2 separate regions of the Triticum aestivum genome follow, and region 2 is linked to region 1. Evidence: chromatin contacts called from public HiCAR-type data. All regions are on one chromosome and are shown on one strand. The core of a region is the stretch at or near the end of the contact, and the rest is flanking DNA. Distances in the headings are between cores, read along the strand shown. Region 1 holds the start of LOC123145838 (protein CYPRO4). Region 2 holds the start of LOC123145842 (protein DETOXIFICATION 19).

Region 1 (5,906 bases), core at 1,313-3,812:
AAGAATTAAGAAAGCTGTAACAAGCCATTTGCATACAAATGAAGATAGCAGAGATGTAACATCTGAAACAACCAATGGCATGAGAAACAGACTATTGCATTCAGGTATCATTTAGGAAGAACACGAATGTGTATACTGCAGAGATTGTTATTTCCCAAACATTATACCCTGTTTCCAATTGAAGAAACATGTTTATATAAGCCATGGAGACATGGAACCACAGAAAGCATGGACAAATTTTATACTAACATTGGTAGTGGCGTTGAAGTCACAAGTTTGTTTCATGTACGAACAGAGGAGATATCAGAAATGGTTCAATTGGTGTTGGTTCTGAATTGACATTTGTACTATGAACTGAACTTGTTCTACTCATTAGTACCAAAAGTAATGCGGTCTAAACTGAGAGTATCACAAAACTGTCTGGCTACTGATTACCCTACAAGTCATCACACTACCATGTCCGGATGGATACGCTAATTAGTACCGCATATTCATAGGTAATAATAGATGGCGTGTTGAATTTTCCTGTAAACTGGTATTTAATCAGTACAGATTTCCCATTAGAGCTATGACAAGTTAGTAAGTTAGCGAACTGCCATTATGGATAGCGAAATTTGATTAAACTGAATTCACATATAACCAGGACTACATAAGTCTAGATGAACAGCTAGCTAATCTTGCACATTCGAGACAAAATTTGATTAAGACCCAAAAGTACATTAGCAAGTAGCAGCAGTAGGAACAGTAAATGGTTATGTGCCTGAATAAGGAAGAAAATGAGACTTACCCATGAAAATTGTCCACCATGGAATTTGTTGTCATTCCCAGCCAAGATTGAATCAAGCGGACTGAGCTTCAGCAACCTGGGCGCCGCGATCCTGCTTCCCATACGCCCACTGAACCCGGTCTTCTCCTTCCCATCCTTGTCCTTGAAGATGGTGCAGATCAAAACCAAGTATGTGTCCGTGGTGCCCAGGATCCACTTCCCATCGTAAGTAACATCCACATGCGTGATCGGTGACCCAAGGCCTGGGAACACCGTCTTGGCCATCCGCATCGAGCTCTTGGAGTAGAGCCTGATCTTGCCATCGACGGAGCCAACAACAATCGAACCGTCCCCGGTGCTCGCGAAGCACTGGAAGTTGGTGCCCCGCGAGAACTGGTGGCCCTGCGACCAGTGCAGCACCGGCGAGTCGGAGGAGTTGCCGATGGTCTGCACCCTGCCCCTCGCGTCGCGCATGTCCCACCTGCACAGCCGGTTGTCGTCCAGCCCCAGGAAGGTTGAACCGGAGGGCTCGAGCTGCGCGCTCTTGCTGTCGTTGGCGATGTCCCGCATCGTGATGTCGGTGCCGTCCTTCTCGAACCGCCACTCGGTGACGACCTTGCCGGTCTCGATGTCCACATGGTGGACGCCGTTGGAATGGGGCGCGCCGGTGTCCCCGGGGCTCATCAGCAGCATGTTGGTCTCGCCGCGCATCAGCAGGGCCTTCTTGGGCGTCGAGTAGGTGCTGCCGGTGGTGGTACTGCCAGCGCGGCCGCCCGAGATCCTGACCGACACGCCCTTGCCGTGCACGCCGTGCCGGAAGTTCTTGACGACCTGAATCCCGGCGCCGCCGACCAGGAAGCTGTTGTCGAGCGCGCCGAGCGCGAGGCTCTGGATGCCGCTGCCGTCCCCGGCCTCCTCCTCGAACTCCTCGAGCAGGTCCCTGGCGGCGGGGGGAGGGGCGAGGTCGTCCTCCGCGTCGGCCCAGACGGCGTCGTCGGCCTCGGCGGGGCGCGCCCAGGCGGCGAAGTCGGCGCCGAAGACCTCCCGGCGGCCCTCGTCCGTGGCCTCCACCCCGTACGTGTTCTCGAAGAGGCACCGGTCGTACTGCTCCCGGAAGCGGCGGAAGGCGGCGTCGTTGGGGAACCGCAGCGCCCACACGGAGCCGGCCGCGGCGAAGTCCGCCCGGCGCTGCCCCGGGAGCGCCTTGAGCTGCAGCTCCTGCCCCACGGGCGCCGACACCCGCCGGCCCGGGCCCACCTCGAGGACCCACCTGGGCCCCCGCGAGGCCGAGGACGAGGAGGAGGTGTGGCGACGGCCGCGGCGGTCGCGGTCGTCGTCGTAGTAGTCGTCGTCCGCCTCCGCGGCGGCGGCGGCGGCCTTGTCGACGAAGGCGTAGGTGGCGCGGCGCTCGGCGGGGACCCAGCGGGCGTCGGCGGAGGCGCCGCCGACGTGGAGGTAGAGGCGGGCGGCGTTGTCGGGCTGCTTGTACTTGAGGTCGAGGGCCCGGAGCTTGGCGTCGAGGAACTCGATGGAGGCGGGGGTGGTGGCCCGGAGCGGGTCGTCCTTCCGCGGCCCGGACGCGGACCCGGACCCGGGGTCGTACTCCTCGTCGGCGTCCTCCTCCTCGCCGGAGGAGGAGGTGAGGTCGAGGTCCTCGCGGCTGTTGGCGGCGCCCATGGCCGGCCGGCGGGGGTGGGTGGTTGGCTGAGTGACGAGTCGAGCGAGGGGAATTCGGCGGTGATCGGGAGGGAGGATGGATGGAGCGGGTGTGGGAGAGGAAAGCGATCAGGTCGGTCGGTGGGCCGCGGGGGATTATATAAGCAGATGGGATCGTGTGGCGTCAGACGTGGCGGAGGAGGGGAGGGGAGGTCGGTGGGTGACTACGTGGGACTGACGCGACGCGCTCCGCCTACGTACACGGCCGTATGAATGATCGATCCGCCTGTCTGTCATCGGTTGCTTCGCCCACGGGTGATGGGGCCGGATTTAGCCGTCGATCGTGCCGACGAGCTGCATATCCAATCAAGTACAAAATTAATTAGATAGTCCCTTCGTTCACAAATATAACATGTTCTAACTTTTATTTTGGTCCGTATATAATTCATAGTGTTTTTTTTAACTCAATACAAACGGAGACATTCATACATACACGCATACACTCATCCCTATAAACACACACGCAGACCCTACCACAATGAGCACTCTCGGAAGACACATCATCTTAGGATTGACGAAGTCAACACAGACACCTCGTAGTCGACGGGTACGTCTCCTTCCACCAAATGTGCATCGCCGAAAATCCTGAAATAAATACATGAATAAATGCGATAATCAGGACTAAAATCCTGATTGGCTGAGGATACCACTGTTCACCTAACGATCCAACCACAGGTTGGTTCGTAAATTAACTTATCTTTCATGTCAAAATGTAGACTGCTCCGATTGCTTCTCTTGTCCATCGCTTCTGTTTACGGTTGCAACATATGTTTTCGACGTGGCATGTTCAGTTGTGTGATGTAACAATATTTGTACTTAGCATTGACATTTTTAAGTCAGCCCTTGATATCTAAAATTGATGGTTAAGATAATTTAGGCTGCGTTTGGCTACTCAGTATTTTTGAAGTTTTAAGAGAATACCATGGTTTTTGGAGAAACCCCGGTTTTAAATACTTTAACGTGTTTGGTTTCGATAAATATTTTAGTTTTACAAACCGTGGTATATCTAAAACCATGGTTTTTTTGCTGTATCTAAAAAAGAGGTCTCAACCTCTTTTTTTAAACTGAGAAACACTTGCTCGAGTCCATCTTCTTCCGGTCCTCCTCACCCATCTCTTCTGCAGCCACAAAATTAAGATTACCACCTAGGAAGCTTGACTACTCTGTCGCTGATGTCTTCAATCGTTGGCTATTGTTCTAGTGCAACAAGAAGCAGCCTGTACATTAGATAGTACTAGAGGTTCAGTCCTATCGGATGGTGCGTGTACACGTACAAAAGATTTAGCGAAGGCTTAGACCCTGGAGTAGATCGATTGATAATGAGCAAAGTTATACACAGCAGTCTAAGCTAGCTAGCTGATCGATTCCATGTGGCCAGAGATACAAGATTATTCAACAACATATCCTAGCATCTAGAGGATGTTCGCGTGCATGACAAGGCTATATAGGCATGCCGCATGCACCAGCCGTTAATTAGCACAAGTTGATCACGTCGTTGTATAACTCCTTTGTTGTAGCTCAATTTGGTTCAGCTAGCTGTATCTAGAATTATCCATGCAACGAGTGGTCAAAACCAAGAAACTAAGAAAAACTGCACTTGCCAAACATCTCTATAGTTTTGCTTAAACTGAGAAAAACTGCGGTTTTTAGAAACCGAAGTATTCATTGCCCACACATTGGAATACCGAGGTTTTTAATTACCTTGGTTTTGGAAAAACTGTGTTGCGGCCAATCTATGTGGAAGCACATGATGACTTGTTTGACTTGTGTAATTGGTTGATGATTGAGTAGTTCAGATTGACTGTTGCCTAGCAATGGTCCGATACGTGGCAGCCACACCATGCGTGGGCGCGCTGCCTGCGGGCAATCAGACTCGACGGCAAGCACCAGTACATTGTGCAGAGACAGATCAGGTTGCTCAAAAATGGTACCCACACGTATCGGTAGAGATTGAGACGAGCGTGCGCATGCAGGAAATCGCACGGCGGAATTTCCGAAAGTGCGAAGCGAAATTAGTGAAACACCATACATCAAAATTTATGGGAACAAACTGGAGTGTTGTGTTTTAGCAATAATACTACTACCTTCTATGTAAACTAGTATACTAGGACATTTTAGAGACTTGTTTACAGAGGGAGTACATCTAAGTATGTTTTATGCAAGTTTTAAGAATCTTTCCAACTAATTAACTCTCCCTCAATTTCATTAGGCACTACTAGGAAAAGGGCTGCTAGTGGCGTACCTGTTTTCGCTACTAATGGCGCACTACAGGTGCGCCACTAGCACCACGCCATTAGACTTTTTTTTCTAATGGGGCACCTGTGGTGCGCCATTAGTATGGTATACTAATGGCGCACCACATAGAAGTGCGCCATTAGTAACAATTTTTTTTTAAAAAAATCATTTTTTCTTAATCTCAGGTCACTATTTCACATATGAGATATCAAACACATATATATATACAACAAGCATCCATATAACAATCATATCCAACACACAAGTTTCATCATATATACATACATAGCCAACACATAGTTCCATCGTTACATATTACAAAAGTTTCACATTGTTCATCCAACACCGTTATCCATCAATTCACAAAAGTTTCACATTGATACAAAATAAAAACACAAATGAAAAAGAAGCACTCCATCCATGCAAGCTTCCGTGAATTAAAGCAAATCTGCAAAATGATAAACAAGAAGTTAGAAGAAGAAGAAGAAGAAGAAGAGAAGAAGAAGAAGACTAGAAGAAGAACACTAGAAGAATACTAGAAGAAGAATAAGAAGAATAAGAAGAAGACTATAAACTTATTATGTAAACTTGATCATTTTGTGCTAACTTAGGTAAAATGAAGCTAACATATGTCATTTTGGAAAAGAAGAATAAGAAGAAGACTATAAACTTATTATGTAAACTTGATCATTTTGTGCTAACTTAGGTAAAATGAAGCTAACATATGTCATTTTGGAAAAGAATAAGAATAAGAAGAAGACTATAAGCTTATTATGTAAACTTGATCATTTTGTGCTAACATAAGTAATTTTGGAGCTAACCTATAGGAAACTAAGCATATTAGAGATAACATAGGTAACTAAGTATATATATATATATATATATCATTTTGGAGATCTGACATACCTGACATAGTTCAGTTCTCATTGTTCTTCTCCTTCTCCTTCCTCAGCCTGATGCGCCAAGAGCGGCGAGGCGGTGGAGGCAGCTGTGGGATGTAGTCTTCTACCACAATTGGCGTGGTCATGTCGCCCAGCTGTGGGATCGCCGGCGCCACCACCGGTGCGTGGTCATTGTCAGGCACCACCACCATCGCGAGGCCACCTTCAGGCAGGACGGGCACGACCATCGCTAGGTCATCCTCAGCCACCACCATCTCTTGCCCATGGTCAGCCACCACCATCTCTTG
Region 2 (5,906 bases), core at 2,435-4,934, 510 kb before region 1:
CCCTCACCGGTGACGCCACTGCCGCATCGTCGGTCTCCAACTCCGTGTCATTCATGGCTTGACCCGGCCCGGCGCTGACCGAAATGCATTTTTCAGGCAGCTTGCATATGGCAAGCGCGTCGCGGTACTCCATCTCAAAACATTGGCAGAACTACGCAGGCGATCTAACCGAACTTGGACAAATTAAATCAAGAGCGTGCGGTAGCAATAGCAGCATGCAGTAGTACGTACCACGAAGGCGTAGCCGGTGACGGTGGCCCAGGAGTTGCCGAGCGTGGCGCCGGCGAGGTGGACGTCGCCGAGGTGGCCGGAGAACATGACGGACACCAGCGGGATGCCGTAGTAGGACATGTTGGTGAGGACCATGGGCACCGCGAACTGCAGCTGCGCCCACGCCTCCTCCGTGTCGATCAGGCGGCGCAGCCACGCCGGCGGGCACCCGCAGGGCCTCTTCGCCTCGCCGCCCTTGCCGCCGGCGGGCTGGAGCAGCGGGGCCGCCGAGGACATGTCAGCCCCGCGAGCGCGCCGCACGAGAGGGGAGAGGAAGAAGCTCGGGTTAGTTTTGTGGGAGGTGTGTGGTGCCGCCGCCGCCGCCGCCGCCGATGGCGATCAAGAAGATAGCGAGCGATGTGGAGGTTGACCCCGTTTTTCTGTGCGGCGTGGGAAACGGGTGGTGGCGTGGAGAACGGGAGAAGATCGGGCATCGTACTACTACACATTGATTTTGTATTTTTTTATGCTAGGTTGAGTTCGTGCCTTCCTCTGGTAAGTTACAGTACGGTGGCCATCTCCAACGCACATACGCTTGTTCGTAGAGTGTTGAACTCCAACGCTGGTGGCGAATTATAAGCGCTACACGGGAACGCAGCAACAACAGGAAAGAAAATCTGAGTTGGTTAGGGCAACTCAATACAGTGTTCGTCGGCCCATAGTGACGCATTTCAGATTGCGACCGGATTTTATAGAAAATAAAAACATATATAAAGTGCTGCCAAAAGTCTGTTCGTCCATTAATTAAACGTCAAAATATTAATTAAAAACATAAATAAAGTCTAGGTCTAGTCGCTGTCACGCCGTCACCGTTATCCTCGTCGGTGAGGTCAATGTAGACCGGCGCTGGCTATGGATACGGCCACGGTACTACCGCCGGTGTCGACGCGTGCAGTGATGCAGCGGGCGCCTCCTACTACTGTCGCGTCGGCTGCCGCTCGTCCACGCCCACCCACATAGGGTGCATGGCACAAGCTCGGACGTGCACGGGAACATTGATGTCCACAACCACGATTGCCCCACCAGTGTTCACCACTGCTGCTCGGGCTCAGATGCGGGCGCGGATGGGGGCATGACGACCTGCACTCCGGCCGATTCGGCCAGTGCCAGCCACAGGCCAGGCCACCTGGCGAGCTCCTAGAGCTCGAAGGCTTCGACGGTCTCCTATAGGACTCTACAACCTCCTCGTCATCCTCCTCCATCACCAGCTGTGGTGCTAGAGCGTGCGCGCATTGCACGAGGCCCACCCTCGAAGCACAACCAGCGGCGCTCGTTGTGCTTGTCGTTGAACAACATGACCTAGTGCGTGGACTCCATTGCGGACGCCTGGTCGTCCCGGTGATCGGTCAGGAGCTGAGCACAACGACATGGATCTCCGCCTCCTGCGCGCAACTTGTGGCCGGCACCAGCAACACTGGGACCATATCCGGGTTCAAATGCTAGCCGTGCGACAGATTGACATCTGGCTGGGGCACCGGGATGGCATTCTCCCAATAGTGCCGGCGTTGGTGGACAGGCGCGTAGATGCGGTCGAGCGCCGGCGTCACAGCTAATGTTCAAGAAATCGTTAACGGGTAGCTGCTCGATCGGTTTAGGAGTAGCGACTAATCGATGAATCGGCTTATTAACTGGATTAATCAATCGACCATTAATCGGTAGATTGAATAGGAACTTGCCAATATATATCTTGATTTTTTTATATATTATATCATACTCTCATGCTCCCAACTATGTAGTATGCCAAAACATGTTGCCGTACACATATGGAAATCATAGAGAAGGTAAAATTATTAATCCTAGCTATTAAGAAGCTAGACAGGGTTGGAAGGGGGTTACGGTACAAAAATGTGGGTTTTGTTTGCCCACCCGTTAATGGGCCAGTAGAGATTAATCGACCTGACAACTGATTAATCGGTCTAACTGGCCAATTAATCGGCCTGACAAGTTAACGCAATGAGTAGATGCTATTCGATTCGGCCACGCCATGAATAGCGATTAACTGACACATTAACTGATTAATCGGGTGAATTCTTAAACAATGTTCACAGCATTCCGCGGGGTCAAGGCAAAGGTCGTCACGCGGCGGCATCCTGAGGAGGACCCGGCCTCGTGGTCGTGCTCTCCAGGCATGCGCTTCCAGAACAAGAATGACATGTGTCGGTTCATGCGAACACCGCCTCCTCTTCCAGGAAGAAAACAAAGAAAAGGTCGGCATCACATGTGTGTTCTCACGCGTATATTCATATATCTGGTGTACTCAACGTACTCCAGCTAGTAATATCCTTATACCTGGTTACTGATATGGTACTGCACGTATTCCATTAAATTCATATTAGTAATATCTTATCTCATCATTGGTAATATCTTATCTGATCATTCCAACTAGGGCTCTAGTGCCACGTTTAACTACGCTCTTCTCTCTCTCTCTCCCTCTCCGCCTAAAGAACAATTCAGTGCTACTCCCTTCAATCTGAGGGAGTAGTGGATTTCATGTGGACGTCTGATATCCATCCAACGGCTCCGTGTCATCTTCCTCTTCTAGCCCTCGTTCCACACCGGTCCGATCTCTGATGCAGCGCCCACCAAATCGCCTGCTGCATGCCACCTGCCAACGGCCGACGGTGCTTCGCCCCGGCCTTCCCTCTACCAAAGCCGCCCTCCCTCGTCGCTCCACCATCCTTCTTTTCTGGCGCCGGCAGTCCACCACACCCACCGCCCCAACGGTTAAGCCTCGGACTCCACACGCTGCCGCATCGTCGATCTCCAACTCCGTGTCATTCACGGGTTGACCCCGCGCGCTCGCTGCTGTCCATCGCGACGTCCCTGTTCTCGCCTAGGAGGTTTTGAAATCGGCTGACCGATATGTATTTTCAGGTAACTTGCATATGGCAAACGCGTCGCTCTCGCACTGCCAAGGCGAATGATACGCGATCACACAGCGTCTGAAGGGGCCGGTGTGATTAATGCGCCATCTAATGATCGAACTTGGACGAATCAAGAGTGTGTGGACGTGTGGTAGCACTAGCAGCATGCAGTAGTACGTACCACGAAGGCGTAGCCGGTGACGGTGGCCCAGGAGTTGCCGAGCGTTGAGCCGGCGAGGTGGACGTCGCCGAGGTGGCCGGAGAACATGACGGACACCAGCGGGATGCCGTAGTAGGACATGTTGGTGAGGACCATCGGCACCGCGAACTGCAGCTGCGCCCACGCCTCCTCCGTGTCGATCAGGCGGCGCAACCACGCCGGCGAGCAGGGCTTCGCCTCTCCTTCGCCGCCCTTGCCATCGGCGGGCTCGCAGCCACCGAGCAGCAGAGGAGCCGAAGTCATGCCGGCCCGCGCGCGCGCCGCACGAAGAGGGGAGAAGAGGTGGGTTGGTGCCTGTGGCGATCAACGGGATAGCGATGTGGAGATTGGCGGGCAAGCCGCCTTCACCCTGTATTTGTGTCTAGTGGCTGCGGCGTGTGGAACGCGTGGTGGTGGAGACATGCGTGGTGCAGATCCTACACATTAATTAATTTTGGATTTTTCTTAGGTGTAATCAACATTTAATGCTCCAGTGTTAGGACCGTGCGAGAGTGTGCTCCTACCACTACTCGACCCGTTTTTCGCGACGTGTGAGGTAGTGGTGATCTTGAGATGTAGATCAGGGATTTCGCTGAGAATAGGAATGATGTGGTTGTTAATCCAGTCGCTGGCACACTCATTGCAAGAGGCGTACGACTTCTGCAATTGGAGACCGTTTTGGGATCCGTTTTGTTTGTGCCCGCTGAGTGTTCATTGGGAGAAATGCATGCAAGAAATTATGGTTGCGCGGCATGCCCCTATGTCTGTCTCGCCGGATATGTACCGATGAATTTACTAAATGGAAGAGGATGCATATGGTATAATTCTAATAAATTGGAAATCTTGGCAAGGTAAGGAAATCTCCAACGCGGACCCTCAAAACGTCCGCAAACACTTTAAGAAAAAGGGTTTCCCCCACTTTGTATTACAAAGCAACCATCCGATACAACCAACGATAGGGGCTGGGGCGGAAGCAGCACAAACACGCCCAAAAAAAAGAAAGAGAAAAAAGAAAAGAAACAAATGCCGATAACGGCGGCGACGAAGGCTCGTGACCGCTGCGACCACCGGAGATCGCTCACTAAGCTCCGAGACTCCGAAGCGCCGGTGCCAATCAACACCTCCAAGAAGGGACGCGACGATGACGACGCTGCTGTCAGGGGTTTCCCCCGGTACGCGGCGAGGAGAGAGGAAGGGTAGCCCCGACGCCCTCTAGGAAGGTCCGGCGGCACCCTCAGGCGCCACCGCGTCGGTGTCGGCCAAGCCAACAGGGATTTCTCCCGATCCCAGCCTCTACCTCAGGCACTTCGGAGCTCGCCACCAAACCGACCACCACCCTGCGCCAACACGGACACGAAGCTTCCCACGCTGTCTCACCACGGCACCGCGAAGATGGTCTGCACAACGAAGAAGAGGAGCCGGGACTAGGGCAGCAGCACCGTCAGCATACGGGAGGGCCCCACCTCCACCGTCCACGATGGTAGCCGACCGGACGCCATAGCAGGAGCCTACCGGGCCCGTGGCCCCACAGGCCCGACCGGGCCCTCGAAGGCCCGGACAGCTCCCGCCTTCGCGCAGCAGCTGGCACGCCGTCGGCGTCGCCGTCCCAGTCCAAACCGCTCCCCTACCTCCCCATACAGAGAGCGTTGCGGTCGCACCGGAGCCGACCCGCAAGGACCCAGAAGGGACCCTACGGGCCCAGATCTGGGCCGGGGACGGGCCACCGGCTAGCCAGCACCACCGGACTGCCCCGCCACCAAGAGGCAGCACCACCACGGCGAGCGCCGCCGGCCTCCGCACGAGGACGCCGGACCACCACCGACCGAGGCGCACCGCCGCCGGCCATCACCGCCCGAGCAGGGGAGGGCCGCGCGCGGGGAAGGACATGCCCGCCGCCGCCAGCACCACGCGGCCGAGGACCGGCGGCACACGCTGATGGCAGCGGGAGGAGGGAGGGCCGCGGGGGAACGCTGGAGGAGCGCGGAGGAAGGGCCCCCGGCCGCCTCGCTCGGGGAGGCGGCCCGGGGGAACGGGGGAGTGGAGGGGTGGGGGAGGAGAAGGGAAAGGGGAGGGGGAAGGGGCTGGCGGCTCCGCGCGGGGGAGCCGGCGACAACGGCGGCGGGGGAACCCTAGGGGCGGGGGAGCGGGCCAACGTCCGCAAACATTCGGACCGAGTGTTTGGACGCGGCCGCAAACATTTGCATGTCATCCAACGAGGACCCGTATTTAACCGTAGACACATCCGCGTGCCCTTTTTTCAATAGATCGGAAGCATATCAGGAGGGCTTTGCAAGAGTTCGGACCTCCGGTACGTAGGACTCTGTTGCTGAGTGTTCATTGGAAGAAATGCATGCAATAAATTATTGTTGCGCGATATGTCTCCCCGAATATGTATCCCCGGTATAAAACAATAGCGCTTGTTGGGAGGCAACCCAATAGTTATCTTAATTTTCTTGTTTATTTTTCAGTTTTTTAATAAACACACAATTATGCTACTTTTATAATTGTGCTTTTTAAGTTTTAGTTAGTGGTTGTGCCAAGCAAAGCCTTTAGGATAGTTTGAATGATAGTTG

Evidence for each region. HiCAR-type assays count read pairs that join an accessible place to other places.
Region 2: a contact with region 1 is called in a HiCAR-type map of leaf, with 8 times the contacts expected there. The contact joins the promoter of LOC123145842 here to the promoter of LOC123145838 in region 1. A contact is called at or near these places in 2 of 5 Hi-C or Micro-C datasets (leaf and an unstated tissue) and 1 of 1 datasets of contacts at active chromatin or transcription factors (leaf).

The regions. Positions count from the first base shown.
Region 1 is chr6D:456,158,460-456,164,365 of IWGSC CS RefSeq v2.1, reverse strand. LOC123145838 (protein CYPRO4) reads right to left here and starts at 2,562. Exons shown (of 2, transcript XM_044565343.1): 1 at 788-2,562. The coding sequence starts at 2,443.
Region 2 is chr6D:456,667,917-456,673,822 of IWGSC CS RefSeq v2.1, reverse strand. It overlaps LOC123145842 (protein DETOXIFICATION 19), which reads right to left and starts at 3,684. Exons shown (of 7, transcript XM_044565348.1): 1 at 3,316-3,684. The coding sequence starts at 3,597.